Regions from separate parts of the Mus musculus genome. Here region 1 is linked to region 2. Evidence: chromatin contacts called from public Hi-C data. All regions are on one chromosome and are shown on one strand. Each heading gives the region's core, a stretch centred on a gene start, on an enhancer-like site or on the middle of the called end of the contact. The rest is flanking DNA. Distances are from core to core; before and after follow the strand shown.

Region 1 (4,856 bases), core at 2,071-4,570, 60 kb after region 2:
TGAGCCCCAAGAAGCTCTTGCCCCCAAGCCACACTATTAGAAAATGAACCAAGAAAGGAAAAAGAGTCAGCACTGGGCACATGGTTGAGCAGACATCCACTGTGGGAATCTGGGGATCTCCGTGCGAGTGCAGCCCCCCTCCACATCTGTTCCATTCAAAGGGCTGTGAACCATGGCAACTCTTGCAAAAGAAAGCCTTTAACTGGGGCTTGCTTGCAGTTTCAGAGTGTTAGTATATTATGACTTAGTGCTGGAGAAGGAGCTGAGAGTTCTATATCAGATCCTTAGAAAGGAGAGAGAGAGAGAGAAAGAGAGAGAGAGAGAGAGAGAGAGAGAGAGAGAGAGAGAGAGAGAGAGAGAGAGAGAGAGAGCCAGCCAGCCACTGGGCTTGGCTTGGGCTTTTGAAACCTCAAAACCTGCCCCCAGTGACTTACTTCCTCTAACAAGGCCAAGCCTCCCAATCCTTCTGAAGTACTGCCACTTCGTGATAACAAAACATTTAAATAGATGAGCCTATATGAGGGTTATTCTTATTCAGACCACCAAGGGTTCTTTCTATTGATTGGGATACAATGTAACCAACCACCTGCTGCTCTTGAGGGCATGCCCCCCCCCAGGGGGCGGGGTGGCAGCAATAGATTGTATTCTCTCAGTCTATGAGCCAAATAACCCCTTCCTTTCTAAAGTTGCTTCTTGTCAGGATCATGAGACACAATAATGAGGGAAATAACACACAATTAGTCATGAATGGGTTGGTAGATTCAGTTAGGGGTAAATGGGTTAGTGGATGCAGTTAGGGTTGCATGAATTAATAGATTACTTCTGATGTGGGTTCTCTCTCTGTACTAGTGTTCTCTAGAGGAATGGAATGTATAGAATGTATACATATATGTGTGTACATATATGTATACATATATGGCTGACTCACACCAGAGATGCTGAGAATCTGGTAGATGCTGGAATCTCAGTCCATGAGACTGGGTATCTCAACAGTCATGGCCTTAGTCGTTTACCCTGAAGGCCTGTAGGATTCCTGGAGAGCTTCTGGTCTTCAGTTTGTGCTGAAAGCCTAAAGTTTATTCTAATATCAGCAAGGGAACATGGCAGTAGCAACAGTAGAGTAGACGAACTTGCCAGCAAGAGTGAAGACAAGCAGGCAAAAATCCAAGCCTTCCTTCTGCCATGCTCCTTATCCAGGCTGCCACCAGAAGATGCCACCAACATTTAGGGTGGGGGGTTTCCATTTCAAAAAATCTGACCAAGAAAGCCCCTGAAGGGAATGCTGATTCTATTCAGGTTGACAAACAAGGTTAGCCCTCATACTCAAAGCCAGTATGGTTAGGTATATTAAACCCTGATGGTCCATGTAGGATACCCTTCACCACTCCAGAAGTCTGTGAAGGATGCTTCTGACTGTAGTTCTTTACCTTTACATCAGAATCAGGAGCCCAAGTAAAATTTTCTTCAAAATGTTCTTAGACTTGCTGGACAGTGGTGGCGCACACCTTTAATTCCAGTACTTGGGAGGCAGAGGCAGGTGGATCTCTGTGAGTTCAAGACCAGCCTGATCTACAGAGTGAGTCCTAGAATAGCCAGGGCTACGTAGAGAGAGCTTGTCTAACACAACAAAACACAGTGCTCAGTCTGTGGAGTGGTGTTATTAGCTATAAAAAGCAGAATAACGAAAGGTACATTGCTTAACTGTGCCTGTGACAGCCCAAAATAAAAAGTACCTTTTCCAGCCTCTCTTGAAACTAGGGATGGCCATGTGACTAAATTCTGATGAGCAGGTGGGGAATTGATGATTGCTGTCTTCAGGACAGGTCCCTCTGGGCAATCAGCTGGTCCTTCCCTGCAGCTGGACTTTTGATGTCCTGATTGGTTCTAAAGCGAGCCACTTCGGGTCATTTAGGTAGATGCTGGTACCAGAAAAGCGAAAAGATCTGGAGACCTTGATGAGCAGAGAATGGCTACTCACTCCAACCTGGGCTGAAGTTCCAGCTTTGCTTTCCGTAAAAGCCCTAGTTAGATCATTTATTTGGATGGATGGTCCTGACAGCTAAACAGCCAAGCCTGTGTGGCACACAGGGGGAACCTGCTTGACCTCAGGCTGGGGCTAAAACAAGGGACTCAAAGGCAGAGCTCACCAGAAGGGAGCTTCTCTCTCTGAGTGGAGCGCGCTCCGCACCTCTCTTGGCTGTCTCCCTCCGCGGGATTGAGCACTGGATGTATAGACCCACTTCCTGCAGGACTTTGGGAAGTTCTGTAATCTCTAAGAGTTGCAGCTATGCATCCAATCTCTCTTCTCTTCCAGAATGGTCCAGACTAGCCCTAGGCAGGTCCAGGGCTGAGTAGAGCCACACCCAACTTCCTTATACTAGTTCATGGTGGGGGGGGGGTGCATCCTCTTGCCTTCCTCAAGAGGTTAGTGGTACACCTCGGCTTGCCTGTCCCACTTATTAACTCACAGAAGAGGTAGGAGTCTGGAGCTCTCCCGACCTGTACTGCAGCCAAGGGCAAAGGTGTGGTGTAGGAAGACAGACTGAAGTGCATAGGGTAAGCTAGTCAGGGCACACATTGTAGCAGGCCCAGGGACAGCAAGGGGTGGACAGGGAACATTTGGAAAGTTCTAGAAAAACAGAATCCAGCCTCAACCCTCTTCACCCTGCAATTTCTAAAGTTTTAGATAGAAAGGACCCTAAGGACTCTTCTGGGATCTCTTGTCCTGATCCCTACCACCTTGACTGCTGTGCAGGCCCAGAAGGCTGGGCTTGGGATGAGGAGAGGATTGGGGAAGTAGGTGGCACCCAACTAGTCCGATCTTTCTTCCCTAGTAACTAGCAGCTTGTGGGATACTTTCCAGAAGTCTGACCAACACTATGACCTTGTACCAATCCTACACCTTTCCTGGCCTCAGTTTCCTTTTGGAAGCACTGACTCGGTGGGGGCGTGGCTTTCCTTAGTTGAGGGGGAGCCAGGAGGAGATCGGGGTGCGGGGGTGGGAGGCGGGCTCCACTGGTCGCAGCGAGCTGGCCAGGCGCAGGCACCACAGGCGCTCAGAGCTAGAAGCTCCGCTCCTGCGGCTCTTAAACCTGAGTGGAGCCCGCGGGGAGCACAGCGCCGAACATCTCCTGGCCCGGGACGCTGGAGGCCGGTCTGGCCCCGGGCCTCCTGAAACCCAGGCGGAAGAGGACAGGGACCCCGCCCGATCCCTCCTGCGGACGGGCGGGGCGGCCCCACGCCAGCTCCTCCCCCCGCAGCCCGGCAGGGATCAGTCGCGGCGCGCGGTTCCGCAGGTGGCAGCTATGACCCAGTCCTGAGCGCCCAGCCATGGCCAGCACCCCAAGCCTCCTGCGCCTGGCGCTCCTGCTGCTCGGGGCGGTGGGCAGGGCCGGCCCCCGCCCTCAGGTGAGCCCTGGGAACCCCGGTGACAAATGGGAGGGGGACGCTGCGGTGTTCTGCGGGCACAAGAGCTAGCGGAGGGGCTCCTGGACTTGAGCAGAAACTCCGGGACCCCAGACAGGGGAAGTGCAAGGCTCAGGCGAGGAAGAGACAGAGGAGTTGAGGAGTCCAGGTGGGGATTGGACATGAGGTGACTACCCTCATCCTGAAGAGCTGCCTCACTTCTCGGCTCCAGCTGCTCTGTCAGGGCACCAGCTGCCCCAGGGTTGCCCTGCTCTGACTTCTGCGACCCGTCTTTGTCCCTTATTACTTTCCCAACTCCTTTTCCAAACCCACTGGCACTCTGCCTTCCCTCTGTACTCAGAACCCCTGCGGTGCCTTCCCCTGCACTCCTCCTGGGCTTCCTTGTGTATGGGGTACCCAGGAAGCTCTAGAGGACCGAAGGGGCCTGGTTGTAGAAATGCAGCTTCCTCCCATCACCTCATCACAGTCTTTGACTCATAGCCCCAGGGACCCTGCAGCCTGTTGTCCTTCCTGATGACCTCCCAGGTGGCACTGACTTGCCACCTCCACCCCAGCCTCTGCAGCAAACATGCAGCAGGTTCCCTGTTTCTTCTGGATCAGCCAGGCCCTCTCATACACTCGGCTAATACCCATCCTAGACCCCCTTGGATTAATAACCCACCAGAAAGAATACCGAGGGTCACCGGAACATCCAACCTCCTTGGTGTCGCCAAAGACTAGGTCGCAGCTGGACTCTTGTGGGCTCTTCTCTGACTCTCTCTGACCTGCCTGTGAATCCTGCCCCAGGCTCCTGCCCTGGCCATGATGGCCAGCTGCTTGTATGGAGGGCGGTTGTTCAAATGTGCCAGGATACCCTTGCATAGAAGAGGCCCAAGGCTGGGCAGTGTTCCTATAGAAGGGAGTACTTTACACATCATGTCTTGTGTCCACCTCCAGAGCTAAAGGGCTTAACCGTTGGGGAGTGGGCCTGCATCCGTTTGAGCTTGGTCTGACATAGGAGGGCACAGACCTCAGCCCTGGCTGAGAACCGAGTTGTGGACAGAGGTGCCTCCCCAGGAAGTGCACTGTCTCAGCTCCCAAACCCTTTCCCAGATTAATCCTCTCCCTGTTCTCCAGGGCCAACTGTCCCCAAGAGATACCTTCCCAGTCTCTGGCACTGCCTCTCTGTTCCCCTGCAGGCCATGGCTTTCCTGGTGACATTGGGATCTTTCCAGCCACAACCGCAGATTCGCTGCTCAGTTCCTTCTTGTGAGGCAGGATGGTGGGGATTTGAGCCTTCTGGTCCTAGGCTGCTGTGGGTCACATTTGCAGATTAGGTTGAGAGTGAGGGGACAGAGCCAAGCTTGAGGCCTTCCTTTCTTCTCCCTGCAAGACTCCCTCCTCTAATGTCAAGCATCTTGACCCTTACTCCAGCCCTGGTTCATAAGAGC
Region 2 (4,827 bases), core at 338-2,837:
GGCTTCACCCCAATGCCGACATCACGTAAGTTCTTGGTGTCTTTCCTTTCTTTCTTTCTTTCTTTCTTTCTTTCTTTCTTTCTTTCTTTCTTTCTTTCTTTCTTTCTTTGTTTCTTTCTTTGTTTCTTTCTTTCTTTGTTTCTTTCTCTCTCTCTCTCTCTCTCTCTCTCTCTCTTTCTTTCTTTCCTTTTTTTTTTTTTTTAATTTGAAGGTGTCATTTGTAACTCAAGCCTGGCAAAGACTATGCATTTCATTTTCTCCCCTAATCTCTCTCCTTTCCTTTCTTTTTATTTTCCTGTGAAAAAGAGTGTTCCTTCCTGTCTCCCAATTACAACTCCGTGACAACTCGGCCGGCCCTCCACTCACTAAATCCCCAGGGCCTGGCATTTATGACAACACAAAGGCTGTAATTTATGCCTTGATTACTTCTCTGTCCTGTCATAAAACCAGTTATGTTTTTACATTAATTGATGTTCTCCATTGATGGTCATATTCTGGCTCCTCATCTCTTTCTCCAAGTATCCATTAAAATTACGACCCTTGGGAGCAGAGAGATGACTCAGTGGTTAAGAGCACGTGCTGCTCTTGTAGAGGACCCAGGTTCAGTTCGCAGCACCCATGCCTGTGGCTCACAACCACCTTTAACTCCAGCTGCAGGGGATCTGACGCCCTCTTCTGGCCTCCTTGGGCAGGTGCACTCATGTGTACACACCCACCCATGTGCACACATAATTAAGAACATCTAGATATCTATTATAATGTGTGATCTATAGCATAAGCAAGGTCTGCAAGGGCAGAGCACATATGGTCAGAGTCCTGTCTCTTACAATGGATCATCTCTTCCCGTGCTTGCTTGCCTACAACCTTATAGCCATGAGTCCCTCATGGTCATGTACCCCTCAGCACCATGTGAGGTCCCCGATCCCACAAAGGCACAGAAACACCCACCAATCCTTAGCTCTCCATGTAGCCACCTTCCAGATGAAGTTTATCTTTGGAGAACCCTCCGCTAAAAAGGATCACCCCTTTCCAACTGCCAACTCAGTTAGCCACAGCTGAGTCGCTCCACTGCAAGGTGTCACCTTTGCCGTCCATACCTAGCTAGGAGGAGGGGCATGTCTGTCTCTCTCCCAGCCCTTCAGCCATGGCTATAATTTTAATAACTCTATCATCAAGCATGGGTGGGTACTGCCCAGTTCTAGTACTCTGGTCTGTTCTTATGGACAAGCGTATTTGGTCTTCTGACCCAGACAAAGCATGTCCTGCGTGTGACACGAGACTTTGTGATTACACTGGGTTCCTCTCCTCTGTGTCCTCTAATCCGGCCCACAGCACTTTTCACTTGGAGAGAGGCCATCCCAAGCCTCAAGTGGTTCGTGCTCCTTACAGACCCTGGGACGGAACACACGGTAGCTCTTCGCTGTCGCCTCCGGGCCACTGCTTTGAGAGGCTCCATTCAGTGAGCTGAAATGCACAATTAGGGGGTGAAACAATAATTTTTTAAAAATGCACTGGGGATCATCTTGAGAACAAACAGTTTGGGGAGGGCAGGAGGAAGTGGTTTCGCTTGAGTTAAGGCTGTTAAAATGTGGGTTAGACTCCATAGTTCCTCTGATCAGAAGCCTCCCGAGGTCCTTGCATTACCTCGAGTCAAGGTCAAAGGTATCCTACATACATATAATCCAGACCTCCAGTCCTGCCTCCATCCTCCCCTCTCACATCCCTCCCTCCAGCTAGCTCTCCATATCTTCCTATTACTTAGACCACAGGACTCCGCGATTGCACTTCCTGGAACATGCCCTGACCCTGAAATACCACTGTGGTTTCTTTCTTACCTCTTCCAGCCCTTGCTTAGGGGTCACTCACCCTAAGTACAGATGTTGATCTGTTTCAAGCCTCACCTCAAACCCTAACCCCGTGACGTAACTTTTCTTGTATCTGCCACAGACACACTCTGCTTTTATTATTTACTTGCTTTTATTGATCAGCCACCAGTTAAAATGTAAACTCCATTGCATCCAGAACCTGTATCCGATCTCACTGCTGTACCTTGGTGCCCAGGAGACTTTGTTGGCTGAATCAGCAATGCTAAGTCCTCCCAGACTCTAATGAGTCTGACCAGCGGGACTGATGCATAGAATGTGATGGTTTCCCCTGGGTAGGAAGAAAAGCAGCAGACAGAACTCTGTGCAATTATTAACTATGTAATAAAAGATGTTGCTGTGCGGCTGGAGAGGCTGGATAGGTATCTGATAAATACCTTCCTAGCATGCACAAATTTCTGGGTTCAATCCCCAGTATTGGGAAAACGATTTTTTTAGGCAGGGCTTCATTCATTTCTGGCTGAGCCTGAACTTGCTCTGTAGGCTTACAAATTACGGGGTCCTTTTACCTCCATCTCCTGAGGGTTGGGATTACAGCCATGTACCACCATGTTCCAGCCAGTGATGGACTACGTTCTGGGATTGCAAGCCCTTTCCTCCCTTAAGTGGCTTCTGGCCAGGGTGTTTGTTTTATCATAGCAACAGAAATGAAACCCGTGAAGATAGTCTTTCTTACTTTGAGTTTTTCTATACCTAAGTGTTATCGACATAGACTTGTCCACTCTTCTCCAATAGCAATTTGAGTCCCCTTTTAAGTATACATATATATATGTGTGTGTGTGTGTGTGTGTGTATACACACACACACACACACACACACACACACACACGATTCCCATCTTTTATCTGTGACCTATGTTGCAGGATTTGTGTCCTGTTTCCTTCTTTGGTTTTGCCTCTGCTTTTGAAGGTAGAAGTGTTGCTTGCCATTTGGCCTCTCTCCAAAAGGAATGTTCTAGTCAAAATAATCTTTCAGGCATCTGTGGACAGCCACGTTGCTACCATGAGTCGCTGCATCCGAGAGAAACCATAGGGGCCACAGACATCAACACAGGTGAATGCCAGACAAGTCAGGGGTCCTCTTTAATGAGACCCAGCTCAGCACATCCTTAGTCACTGATGGGCAAAGCACACGGTGGCAAAGCACCAGACTAATTTTCCTATATGAATTCTCTCAGGTAACTCAAGCTTCCAAATGGATCCATGGCCTCCTTGATACTCCCCTACTGCTACCTCTTCTCTTCTTTGATGGTTTCCAGGGCACTTAGAGCACAATGGAATCTATTGCCACCTCTCTAACCTTATCTAGAGCATCCTCAGTAGAGCAACCCTATCTAGAGCATCCTCAATAGAGCAACCTTATCTAGAGCAGCCCCAATACAGCAACCTTGTCTAGAGTCTTAAAACATGTTAGAGACCCAGACCTGGTGGGTAGATCCAGGGATCTACTGTGTGGATACTGACCTAAATCAGGGATGGTGATAGGTGGGACAAAGTGGCAGGCCACGTCATAAACCAGATCTGACAGGATGCATTGAGCATATTGCCAAGGCCTACAACTTTCTTCTATAGCTTATGTTCATTCATTGCTGCTCAAGGATGGCAGAGAGAGGGTTCTGGAAGACATCCGGCAGGCTCTCTCTAGGAAGCCTAAGCTGGCACCTTCCAAAAACTGTGCCAAGAGCTTTGCTCAGAGCCCTGGGTCTCTTCCACTGATGGAGAACTCTTTCGGCTGGTGATGCCTGTCGGCCCCGGGGCTTGTTCACTTAGCTCCTCGGATCTGGCTGAGTTCCCATCTTCCCACTTGGTTTCTGCTTGGGGTTCCCCCATTGCTGAGTCTCCTCTTGCCTGCACTTCATACTCTTGTTTCCAGTTCCTGCCTCACCAGGCGACTGGCCAGCTGTATCCCGCAGCTGTGTTTGGAAAGTTACCAGTCCCCGGGTGAGTTTTGTTTTGGGGGTTTAATTCTTCTTTCCCTCTGGGCCCTGAAGTATCTGGCGACTAGAATCCTACCCCCCAAATGATCTTGCTTTAAAAATCGTTAGGTTTTCTTTTCCAGAGGCTCCTGCCTCCTGCTCTCTTGTTGTTCCCTGATGGCCACCAGGAGGCAGTAAGCAATAAGGGACACATTTTCTAGCTACAAACTACCCCCCCCCCCCTCTTACCCCAGCAAGTCTCAGTTCTTCAGGGGCTATGTAAAAAATGGCGTAATCCAACACGCCCCTGCCACATCTGACCTGGGAGGTTGGGACAACATAGGATTTAAGAGTGAAAGTGTTCCCGCTCCCAAGGGAAACATAGAGCCTCATGGGGTGTGTGTGTGTGTGGGGGGGGGGGTGGGCAGAAGGAGGGGAGTTGAGGCAAAAGTCAAAGCCACAAGACAAGGACTCTACAAAGCAGCAGCTTAGTCGGTGTGAATGTTCCCAGTCAGAGGACTCACTATGCCATTCAACAGCAATCTTGCTCCTACATAGTCCCATGGGTGTCATGGGCCATGGTGAAGAATTGTCCCCTGTTTATGAGGACCTGCCTTCTGAAGTTCACGTCCATAAATCTCAAAGGAGAGAAATCTGTAGAAGGGAATCACGGGCCTTCTCCCTCTTTGATCTTTGTTTCAAAATGCAGAGCCTCTGAAGGTGGTGGTGGAGGGAGATCACACCGAATTAAATGCTTTAAAATAAGTAAAATCTCTCCCACGAGGCTGGCTATCTCGGTGACAGAGGCTATAAAAATGTACAGTGTATTCACATTTTATTATCTAGATTTATAAGGTACCAAAGACTCCGCAAATTCCTCTATCTCGGTGTCAAAAGCAGTTATTTATTTTGTCTCTTTTTCTCATTAGCGGGTTATGCATATTTTTCTACCTTCCAAAATTTATCAAATGCCTTGTTACCGTGTTTCAACTCATTTCTATGCAGGGCAAATATAAACACGTTCCTCTT

The links. Hi-C and Micro-C count contacts between places; a contact is called where the count stands out from the background.
Region 1: a contact with region 2 is called in a Hi-C map of CD8 T cells, with 1.5 times the contacts expected there. The contact joins the promoter of Glp1r here to the enhancer-like site in region 2. A contact is called at or near these places in 2 of 39 promoter capture datasets (HPC-7-derived erythroid cells and liver), 7 of 484 Hi-C or Micro-C datasets (CD8 T cells, embryonic stem cells, nephron progenitors and 1 more), 5 of 115 datasets of contacts at active chromatin or transcription factors (the SCID.adh cell line, embryonic hindbrain, embryonic stem cells and 1 more) and 3 of 9 other capture datasets (adipose tissue, liver and pancreatic islet).

What each region holds. Positions count from the first base shown.
Region 1 is chr17:30,898,547-30,903,402 of GRCm38.p6, forward strand. Glp1r (glucagon-like peptide 1 receptor) reads left to right here and starts at 3,321. Exons shown (of 13, transcript NM_021332.2): 1 at 3,321-3,408. The coding sequence starts at 3,331.
Region 2 is chr17:30,840,689-30,845,515 of GRCm38.p6, forward strand. It overlaps Dnah8 (dynein, axonemal, heavy chain 8), which reads left to right. Exons shown (of 93, transcript NM_013811.3): 88 at 1-25. Among named protein-coding and RNA genes, the nearest start is that of Gm41561, 15 kb to the right of the region's middle. Within about 2 kb of position 1,588, at least 31 of the 459 cell types and tissues checked have an H3K27ac peak or open chromatin away from gene starts, as enhancers often do. A contact at or near this core is called in CD8 T cells and the SCID.adh cell line, where this site is marked.